Linked DNA regions of Anas platyrhynchos: region 1 is linked to region 2. A link is a contact called in public Hi-C data. All regions are on one chromosome and are shown on one strand. Each heading gives the region's core, a stretch centred on a gene start, on an enhancer-like site or on the middle of the called end of the contact. The rest is flanking DNA. Distances are from core to core; before and after follow the strand shown. Region 1 has its middle 17 kb from the start of NKX2-5. Region 2 holds the start of BOD1 (biorientation of chromosomes in cell division 1).

What was found. Hi-C and Micro-C count contacts between places; a contact is called where the count stands out from the background.
Region 1: a Hi-C map of skeletal muscle shows a contact between it and region 2, with 2.6 times the contacts expected there. The contact joins the enhancer-like site here to the promoter of BOD1 in region 2. A contact is called at or near these places in 5 of 8 Hi-C or Micro-C datasets (F1 follicle, F5 follicle, liver and 2 more).

The regions. Positions count from the first base shown.
Region 1 is chr14:10,765,599-10,770,988 of IASCAAS_PekinDuck_T2T, forward strand. No RefSeq gene overlaps it. Among named protein-coding and RNA genes, the nearest start is that of NKX2-5, 17 kb to the right of the region's middle. Within about 2 kb of position 2,478, at least 1 of the 8 cell types and tissues checked has an H3K27ac peak or open chromatin away from gene starts, as enhancers often do.
Region 2 is chr14:10,637,750-10,642,758 of IASCAAS_PekinDuck_T2T, forward strand. It overlaps BOD1 (biorientation of chromosomes in cell division 1), which reads left to right and starts at 3,351. Exons shown (of 3, transcript XM_027468524.3): 1 at 3,351-3,616; 2 at 4,359-4,483. The coding sequence starts at 3,383.

The DNA.
Region 1 (5,390 bases), core at 1,228-3,727, 130 kb after region 2:
AACCTGCCTCTGGTCACTTCCCAGCAGAATCACTGTGGGTGGATGGCAGGAGGCAAACTCCACTGCCTTGTGTCCTGAGGAGGGACGTCTCCTGCGGGGACAGGCTGGGCAGAGGGGGAAGGCACCAAGAGTAAAGAAATCCCTAAAAGTAAAGCCATCACACCTCTGCTCCTCTGCTGGGCACTCACTGCCCAGATGGGTGAAGATGGACGAATAAATAAATAAATAAATAGTCAAGGGAGGGAGTGCTACTAATGAGCTGCTAATGAGGCTATGCCTGCACACATGGTATAGCACAGGAAGGAGGCAGCTCTGGTCCCTGAAAACCCTGCCCGAGAGCCAAGGGATGGCATTGTCCAGTTGGAAGGGAGGAGAAAGCCAAACCACTGATAACTCTACATCCACTGCCACCATATTCCCTGCTATTCCTGTATCCATCCATCCATTTTCTGTTCCCCCCAACTTGTACAGTCCTCTACTCAATTTCCAGGTGTCGGGCAGCACCAGCTTGACACGGGCATGAATTCTGTGCTCTGCACACAGCCGGAGCTCGCTGTGCACGTGGACGTCGAGTTGGACCTGTTGGACCTGCTGCTTTTGGCAGGTGGGTCTGGGCCACATGGTTATTACCTTGTATTACTCCTCTGATCCAGGTAAATACCTGGTGTGAGGGAGCACATGGACCAAGGAGGTGACTCTCAAAATAGCCACAGCCAAGGATGAAAGGAGCAGGGAGAAGTGACTTGCTGCAGATCACGCAGCAGAACAAGAGCAACATCTAATGTGAGCTGGAAGGCATTTGTTGGCAAAATGCAGGTGTCAGGAGCCAGCTGAGTTGTGGGGGTTATCCAGGATAGCCATTCGGGGCTGGCAGGTGGGACACGGGACCTCCTGGAGGTTGGTGGACTTCTGGAGCAGCAGCTGAAGGCCAAGCAGCACACCTAGGTGTGCAGAATGGATCACAGCCTTCTTCTAAGAGAGCATCCCCAGAGCATCCCCACAAAAGGATTCAGGAGCCTGTGCTGGGGAACCAACTCCAGCCAAGATTTGGAAGCAGAGTCATGGGGGCTCTGAGGAACACGACCAAACCCCTCACAGCTACTGCTAGGACATTTAGGAATAAATGGCATGAGGATGAGAACAGAAAATAAGACATTATACCCAGTCAAGGCCATCACCATTAACAAAACCAGTGTCAGCATAAAAACAACCTGCTGGGGTATATATGGGCAGCTAAAGGGTGCTCTCAGTGTCAATAAACATTGACTTATCATTATTTCACCTACACACATTTTAAATGATATTAGAAGTGGAATCAACCCTATCCCATAATCTGTTGAAATCCTTTGTGCTGTATAGAAAAGTTGCACAACCCATACATGATGACAGCATCTTACAGAACAGTCAAACTGCTGAAATGGTGGAAGCCACAGACCACGAGTAAAACAGGTCAAAAAGCTCAATAAGCTTGTAATGAAAATAACTTTTACTGCAAGTACCAAAAAAAAAAATCTTTAATTCTGATTTATTCAATTAGTTTGATTCAGGTACTGTATCATCCAGGTGTTAATTAATGGCTTAGAAAGCAGGAAAGTTTAATTTTTCTCCTCTAGCCGTGAATAAAAATTTCAGAATGCATTCTGCTAGCACTAAAATCTTGAAAACCAATCAGCAAAAATACCTAAGTTAGCTCACCACTTAGAAACAACCTCTAATACATCAGTTTTACATGCAGAATGGGCTTTTTTACACTTACTTTGTTTTTCATGTATATTTGATAGAGAGTTTCATTTAGGTAGTAATTCCTTAATTCCTTCTTGTGATTTCTTTTCTGAATTTCCATGTCTACCCAAAGTTTAAAGATAACCTACTAATGAAAATGAACTTTTAAAAAATAATAATAAAATAGCAAATGTTCCATGCACCATTTTCTTGCACAATAAAGTCTCCTACAGAGAATCCAAATAAACACATGGTAAGTTGTATAACTCTGTAAGTAAATGGGTACAGGTATGGTAAAAACAAGAACAAATGAAGTGCAAGGGCTGTATTTAGGGCTCTGACCTACATCCTCTGGTCAACCACAGTTGACCAGTTTAAGACACCCAAAGGATTTTGCTGTGGCTTGCTTATGGTCACCACTCCTGGAGCAAAACCGGCCTCATGGGATGCACACCTCCATCACAGGAGCTCTGAAGAAGAGTTTATTACAACAGCCTAAGTCATCAGCAAAGGTCAGTTTGCCCCCAAAAAACACACACTGTAAGGCTGGAGAAGTGGAATGATGGGGATATGCCTTGATCTGACTGAGGGTTGGACATATCCCACAAGAACACAAGTCGGAGAGCTGGGGGCAGTGATATCTTAAACTGCTGCCACTGCATTCACCAGGGCGCACTAACCAGAAAGTCTGGCTGCAGACTGTCCCAGCGTGAAGCAGGATTTCTTCAAGGAAATAACCAAAGCTTACATCAGTGCAGAGCAGGGCTGGATTCACATGAACATTGTGACTTAAAGCCTGACAAATGCAGCCAGTTTAATCACTCAGGGACATACCAACCCACCAGGCTCAGGCCAAAGCTGTCCCGTCCCTGTGCATGACGCAGGCAAAGGCAGAGGGGGAATTTCCACCCGCATTGCCCTGACACCCCGTATCTGTGGCACAGACGGATGGAGGGATCACCAGCAATGGGTTGCTTGTCCCTGGGCAGGAGGAATTGGTGCAGGCGAGATGCAGCCCCCAGCCTGCTCCAGCATCTTCCTGCACCTCCTGGTCCCCCCCCTGCTGCCAGCAGCCCCTGCAGCCGCTGAGAGCCCCGCACACGCTTTGCAGGGCAGGCAGGCCCTGTCCTCCAGCAGCAACACCTCCTGCACGCTGCCTCCGAGCGGCTCTGGCACGGGCGCATTTCCCTGTTCTGCAGCACCATCTTGCAGCAGGAGGGAGGAAAGCACCTCCTGCACAGCAGCACGGAGAGGTGGAGAGGGAGGGCACGGCAGTCTGGATTGCAGCTGCAGGAGCAAAACAGGCAGGGCAATAGCTGAAAGGCTGCTTAGGGATGGAGAGTCGTGGCCTTTAGCATCCCCCACAAAATCCAGCGCCAGCACTGGGGTTTGAATGACCTGGGAAAGAGTTTGCAGGATTCGGTGTTTTACTGATATATTCTTCCTCCCTTATAGCACTTTTCTGCCTGTCTCTTGCGCTGGTGGCTGCTTTTCATCCTGCTAGAATGGGATAGCTGTTAATTCTGTGCCTTACAATATGTTGTTCCCCAGTGCCAGATCTGCCACCCTCTCTCACACAAATTTTGAGCATCTGGAAGAGCAAAGGATGTGACTGAAGCCATAGCAGCAACCACAGAATGACCCTGCACACTCTCGCCTCCCTCTGTTTGGGTGATACCAGGCATGCCAGGATGAAGAGAAAGGACACTGAGCATGTGGAGGTGTTCACTGCACGTTTCAGTGTGTTTGATGGCTCTTAATTAGGTCTCATCACTTTTTCTAGAGGACAACTCAGCTTTCTCATGTCAGTACCCAGATTTCCCAGATAAAGGAACAGCAGAGAAGTTACCCATACTTGAAATAGGAAAAATATTAATTTAGAACCATGAGAAAAAAAATGGTTAATTGGCTCTGAAGTGTGAAAACTTGATATTAACTTTAACTAAGTTTTAAGTGATTATTTCCAGAGCCTTTCTAAGAAAATAAATTAAATTTTGAGAAGGCGATTTTCAGGAAAGCTACACTCGGACTATTCGTGTTGTTAATTCTGAGGCAGGTTGAATTTTTTTAATGAGAAAAATGATCCAAAAGGATCAAAATTAGCTACAACCAAGATATGATTTTTTATTTTTTCATAAAAACTTAGTTCTGTGAAAGAAAACCCCTCAGATTACAATGACAGGAGGGCTGAGAACAACCTGCATTGGCTCCTGAAGACAAAGTTTTGCTTCCTTTTACCAACACCAATTTGTCCCACAAAGCCACTGCTCACTTGTGCATGCAGCAGTGGGAAAGGGGTACGAGCTGGTCCTGAACTCAGTGGGGTGTGCAGGCCACGGAGCATGGTTGGGATTCCCAAAGTTATATACTGCAACTGTATGAACTAGCTATGTAAACTATATAAAGTTATATTTCCTCAGGTTATTGTATTTTGAGAATACAATAACTCTCAAACTTATTTGAGAATTGGGTGATTTGGGGATGATTTTTTTCTTTTCTGTTGGTGATTTTTGTTTTTGTTTTGTTGTTTGTTTGTGGCTTGTTTGCAGGGGCAGGAGGTCCTTGCTCTATGTGACTTGCAGTCTCTTTTGCTGTGAGCTGGAAGCACAATTCCCAGACGTGTCCCAGCCTTTGCAGCCCTCACCCTCCCGTCCCTGCAGTACCTTCCTGCTTGCACTTGAAGGCAACCTTGCACCGCACATTTTCCACGCCAAGAGCCGGGCAGGAGAGCTCCGCACGCCTCTTGCTGCAGGTGGGAAGCGCAGGGCTGCGGGCACCGAGGAAGAAGAGCCCAGAGGCTCCTCAGAGGGTCACTTCGGCACCCCCATGCTGCTGCCTCCTCCTGCAGCCCCCCGGGATTTGGGCAGCCTTGCAGCCTGCAGGGGAGATGCTCTGCACGTCCCCAGATGATGCTGAGCGCTCACCGCCTTCTTTCACTCTTCTTTTTGCCAAAATTACCAATGGGGACCACAATTAATAGCAGCGACAGGGCTGGGAGCTTTGTCGTGAGTGGGGACAGAAGGAGCTGGGACTGTGTAGATAAGAGTGATATTTCCTAACTGCTGTCCCCAAGGAATTTTATCCTGGGGTACTCGGAGAGCCGGTTATCTTGGCCATTAGTGAACTTGTGAGGGACAGGTGAGATACCAGCAGACGGGCAAAGGGCAAAGGCAGCGTCTCCCTTCAAAAGCAGGGGACGGGAGGGATCAGGCAATTACAGACCTTCTGCCTAACTTCAATTCCCAGAAATATATTGGAAGAATTAAGGGCCTGGAAAAAAAAAGGAGGATGAGTAACAGCACCCATGGACTGGTGTGTAGTGAGCAGCACCACACAGAAACGTGTTTAATACATGGAGAAGACAAGGAGACACAGTACAGAAAAATGGAAGAGTCTAGGGTATTAAGAACATATTTTACCCTCATTTCTGCGAACAGACACGTCAATATTGTATATACATCCACCTCTTGACACTATGAAAAGAACAACCAGTAACATTACTGTGCACTAACTGCATGTAGAAAGCCACTCTTGAAAGCAGAGCGGTATTTAACATTTTCTTCTTCTCCTTCTGCTCAAAATGACCATCTGGCAACAGACTTTCTGGAATGGAGCCTTTTCTCTACTTTCTGTTTGGCGACAAATTTGTGCCAATTTCCAGCAGTTCA
Region 2 (5,009 bases), core at 2,101-4,600:
TCTGCCTCCAGCAGCACTTTGCAGAGACACACCGATACTGGCACAGACACGAGCCCCATTCACAGTCTCCTCTTCCTCCTGCAACCCCGTGTCCAACCCAGAAAGCCCTTCCTGCAGAGGAAACTGAAGGTGGTGGTGATGAAACCTTGCACTGATGCTGCTTTCCATGGCTGAAAATGCACATCCATCAGGTGCCCGTTTGTGAGCTAGGCTGGGATAACAAAATTTGATGAGCACCTTCAGCCCGAAATGATTTTTGATAGCATGGCAAGATTCCTATGGGGCTATTCCTACAGTTATTAGAAGGGAAATCTTTATCTATAAAGTGGTTGGATTTACAGGGGCAGAATTCCATGCAGAGCAGGGACTGCCTGCATAGCTGCTCGGGTCTGTCTGATCTCCCTTTGGGGTTAACACAGACTTTCTTTTGCTATCTCCTTACGCTACAGCACACAGGCATTGGAAAATCATGGTCCCAGTTCAATGCTCTAGTTTTTCAAGAGAACCAGAACGGATGCTAAAACTCTCCAAGTTTTCAGCTGAAGCAGAGAGAGTTCAGTAATTCTGTCACTAGCAGCCCAAATGTGCGTACCAAGCTTCACCCCCCAGCCCTGCAGCAGGGCTCTGCAGCTCCACCTTTCTCTGATCATTGGTATGGCCAAAGCTGGTAGAAGCTAGACTCAGTAACCGGCTTCTAGTTTTGTGGCTGGAGGTTGTCAGAAGGAAGAGAAAGCTTCCTACTGTGTCTCCTCCGTCCAGTCCGCATCGTTTAACACTGACACAGGAGCTGGAAAACCTCAGAGAGGAAAGTGAGCCTTCCCCTTTGCCAGCCACACTGATTGCCCCCACCCCAAATCCTCATGGGCAGGGGCTTGTGCTTCAAATCATGCGATAGGAAAAAGCTACACGCATCGTCTAAGGAAGAAATGTTGTCAATCATGCAAAGCCATCGGTGCAGTATAAAACAGGGCTTACAACGTTCACCACAAACATTCATGTCCATGACTTTTTGTAGGCAGCTGGAGCTGAGGGGAACTTTTTCCCCGTGCTATCAGAAATTCCAAGAAAACAGGAGCTGGTTTGCCGCTCCTGTGACAGCAACAGGGGGTGGGTGGAGAGTGGGGGCTGTGAACGGAGGAAACCTGAAGGGAGGCGGTGGTGGCACCCAGTGACAAAAAGAGCTGAGCTTCTGTGATTGAAAGCGTGACTCTGGACGGGTGGGACTTTACCAATTTAAACTATGATCAAGCATTTTTATCTCCCCTGGTCAAGCAATGGAATGGGCTTCGGGAGGCTTGTAACATATGGAAATAGACTAAATGTCATTGCTTTGATTTTCATCAAATAGCTTTCTAAACATTTTTTTTTTCTGGTTATTTCTCCTGAAATAAACTTCCTCCCTCAGGCTTACAGCTTTGCTGTGAACACCCTACACACATATTCCGACCCAAGAACTGGGTCTTCAAAACCAGCAGAAAACAGGTAAGATTTCACCCTTCCCGAGTCTCCTACTGACCTGAACTGTGCACACCGCCTGGATCTTTCCTTGAGGGCAGGGATACAGGAGAGGAAAAGTTCACAGACCTGACAAATTTTGCGCTAGGTTTGACGCACGGCCAGGTCCAGAATTCTCCCCCCCTGGGGGCTGGCCTGCTTTATCTCACACACTGGGATTTAACAGGCTATGATGATGAGCAAAAATACCCTACAGATGAGGTGAAATGCTGGGCTTTTCTTTGCTACAGATCCCCAAACACTGCTTAAGCGAGGTCACACAGCCAGCCAACCTGTAAAAAACACGACGAATCCTCAAAATATGACGAAACCTACCTACCAGGTTTCCCCTTTCTGCACACCCCAAGCCCCCCCTGTCCGTGCTGTGCTGAAGAAGGAAGCGCTGCCGGGCAAGTGCCACGGCTGGGACGGGTGACAGGTGACAGTGTCTTAGAGTCATTTGTTAATTGGGAGGGTCATCGGCTTGCGGGAGCCCCCAAGGCATGAACCCCGGGCTGGATGTCTCCCGGCGATGGGTGCGGGCATGGGGAGGCAGCCTCGGGCTGCTGCTGCTGCCTAGCCCCGGCTGGGTGCGGAGGGGACAGGAGGGGACAGGAGGGGACAGAGGAGGGGACGGGACGGGGCAGGGGACGAGCTGGGGCTGAGCAAAGGACGGGACGGGGCAGAGGAGGGGACGGGGTGCCCTCTGCCGGGGCAGCCGCCTGCAGCCGCGCCCGAGAAGCAACGTGTGGGACTGAGGAGGCTGACAGCAGATCCTGGTCTCAAAATTAATGAATAAATAATTTAAAAAAAAAAAAAAAAAAAAAAAAAGTGTGCTGGTGGAAGAAGCCTCTGGAGTGTTACACGGAGACCCCGAGCCCTCCATTTGCTCCTTGCCTGGGCAGAGTTAAACTAAAGAGAAATCTGGGACAGCGCCCGTGCCTCTTCACGGGACACAGCATTTGCACAGGATGCTTTTGTCAGAGCATAGCTCAGGCTCTGTAAAACACCACCAGGTTTTTTCCTCTCTTCTCTCCTCAGAGGTGCCAGATGGAAGGGGACAGCTTATGCTGCTTGTCAGGGCTCCTGAATTTTAATCAGGCAGAGGAGGACAGCGCACAGAGTGCTGCCTTCATACTTGTTCAGCAGGGTACAGAGGGCACCCATGCGGGGTGTGTTTGCATTACTGCTCTCGTGCAGGGTCTCCCTGCGGCTGCCACCTCCTGCTGCATTAAATCCTTCCCTGCACCATGACTGGGAAAGGAACAAAACCGATGCGTGGGGTTTGTACCCAGATATCGCACAGTCAGAGCAGTGTCTAAGAGCGCGTCTGAGGCCACACAAGAGGAAAAGCGCCTGGAACATGGGTTGGTTGGCCCTAAGAGGACTGGGTTTGGGGCCGCCCTTCCTTTTGTTGGTGATGCAATGAACACAATCCCAGGAAAACCATTTTTAATGGGTTCACACCAGTGCCTTCCTCACAACCCCACTGAAAACCCCTCCCAAATCATGAAGGAGTGGACACCCCCGGGGGTCTCAGGGCATGGACAGGACGGGACCGCTACTCCCCACGTCTACATTTGGGGGGGGGGGCACAGCACCGCCCCGGGGCTGCCACAGCCCCCCGAGGGCCTGGCAGGGCCCACCTCAGCGCCCCCCCCAGCGAACTACAACTCCCAAGCTGCACCGCGACAGCCCCGCTCCCCTCCCCTGTCCCTCCGCGATGCACCCTGGGAGTCGTAGTTCCCCTGAACTTACAGGCCTCGCCGCCTATAAGGGCGCCTCAAGGGGAAGGACTCGCCTCCCCGAGATGCAACGCGCCGGGGCGACGCAAAACGCCGCGCGCCGCCGGCGCCGGCCTGAGGCGAGCGGGTGGCGGCCGCCGGCCATGTCGGAGAGCGGCGGCGGCGGCGGGGCCGCGCCGGGCGGGGCGGGCGGAGGGGCGGCGGGAGGGGGGGGGGCAGCGGGAGGCTCGGCCTCCGCCTCAGGGCCCGGAGCCACCGACCCGGCCTCGCTGCCGCCCGGGGACGCGCAGCTCATCGCCATCATCGTGGAGCAGCTGAAGAGCCGCGGCCTCTTCGATGGCTTCCGCAGGGACTGCCTGGCCGACGTGGATACCAAGGTGCGAGGGGGCCTCTCCCCGGGCCTTTGGCTCGGTCTCGAGTTCCTCAGGGGCCGGTTTCAGCGCCAGGCCCGTGCTCAGCCCGCAGCCGGCTCCTGAAGCTGCCCCGGGGGGGCTGCCCAGGCGGAGGGACCCGGCCCTCGGTGTGGCTGCCCCTCTGTTACCGACCCTTTCGTGCATCACCCCGCATTCACACCACATTTGATCTCAAAGTGCTGCCACACACTCCTTGCACAGGACCGTAACCTCAGTGGCCATATGTTCTTGTACGTTTTTTTATTTCCAGTAAACGGGAATTAATCTAAGTTTCCACCTACAAAACCCTTCCAATTTTTAGCTTTGATGTTGGTGTCACAGAAGCAAATCACTTTGGTGATAGCAACACTCGCTAATTACTGGGTTTCCTAGGAATTCCGTGATAGACGGTTTCCAGACAAGAACAATCCTGTATGAACAACTCCTGTCTATGCAGATGGTTTGTATTTCACTAAGTAAAGTTAGGAGCAGACAACAATTTTTAAGCAAATCAGTTATTTCTGTTATTGTAACAGCATGCTGACAGGCTGCTCGGTGCAGTTACCAGTTGTGTTGTTAAGTAAAACAAGCTTACCTTTGTTCAGAAAGTCTGAATACAGACAACGAAACAGGAATGTACACAACAAAAGAAGTACTATGCAGGGTTCTGGCAGCGGGTTGGGGATCTTTTAGCACTTTAACTGGATTTTCTTTTGTTGTTGTTTAGCCAGCCTATCAAAACTTGAGGCAGAAGGTGGACAACTTTGTATCGACCCACCTGGACAAACAGGAATGGAATCCAACAATGAACAAAAACCAGTTACGAAATGGGCTCAGACAGAGTGTGATTCAGTAAGTAAGCACCGGTCTGCAAACCAGTGGTAACGTGATTTGATAAGTAACGTATAACCATCTCGCTACCTGAGTCAAATAAGAATTTGCAGCATTAAGTTTCTCACAGCACCTTCTGTTGCGGTCTCTTGAGTTTTACTGTAGTAGTGGATGCAGTCTTAACTCTCATGGAAAGGCTTATGTTGCTGCTTTACCTGCAATTTGTAGTTTTCATGAGTTGAGGAGCATGGTGAGGTACTCACATTTGCTAGCTAGCCAAGTTATTGCTGCAAAAACCCAGTACTGCCCACTTAGCAAAACTGTACCTGATATGCTGAGTTGAATAACCTTGATCTTCCTTTTCTGAAAGGAGGAGAGCCCGTGGCACTTAAAGAAAAACCTAAAGATTCCAAAGCTTGTTTAAGTAGGCTCCAACCACTAGCAGGCAGTAATGAAACGCGGCTAGCCCGATTTCACGCAGCAGAGCGTAGCTTTTTAACAGCTATTTAAGATGTACTTCCAGCACAGCAGGAAAGCCAGATTACCT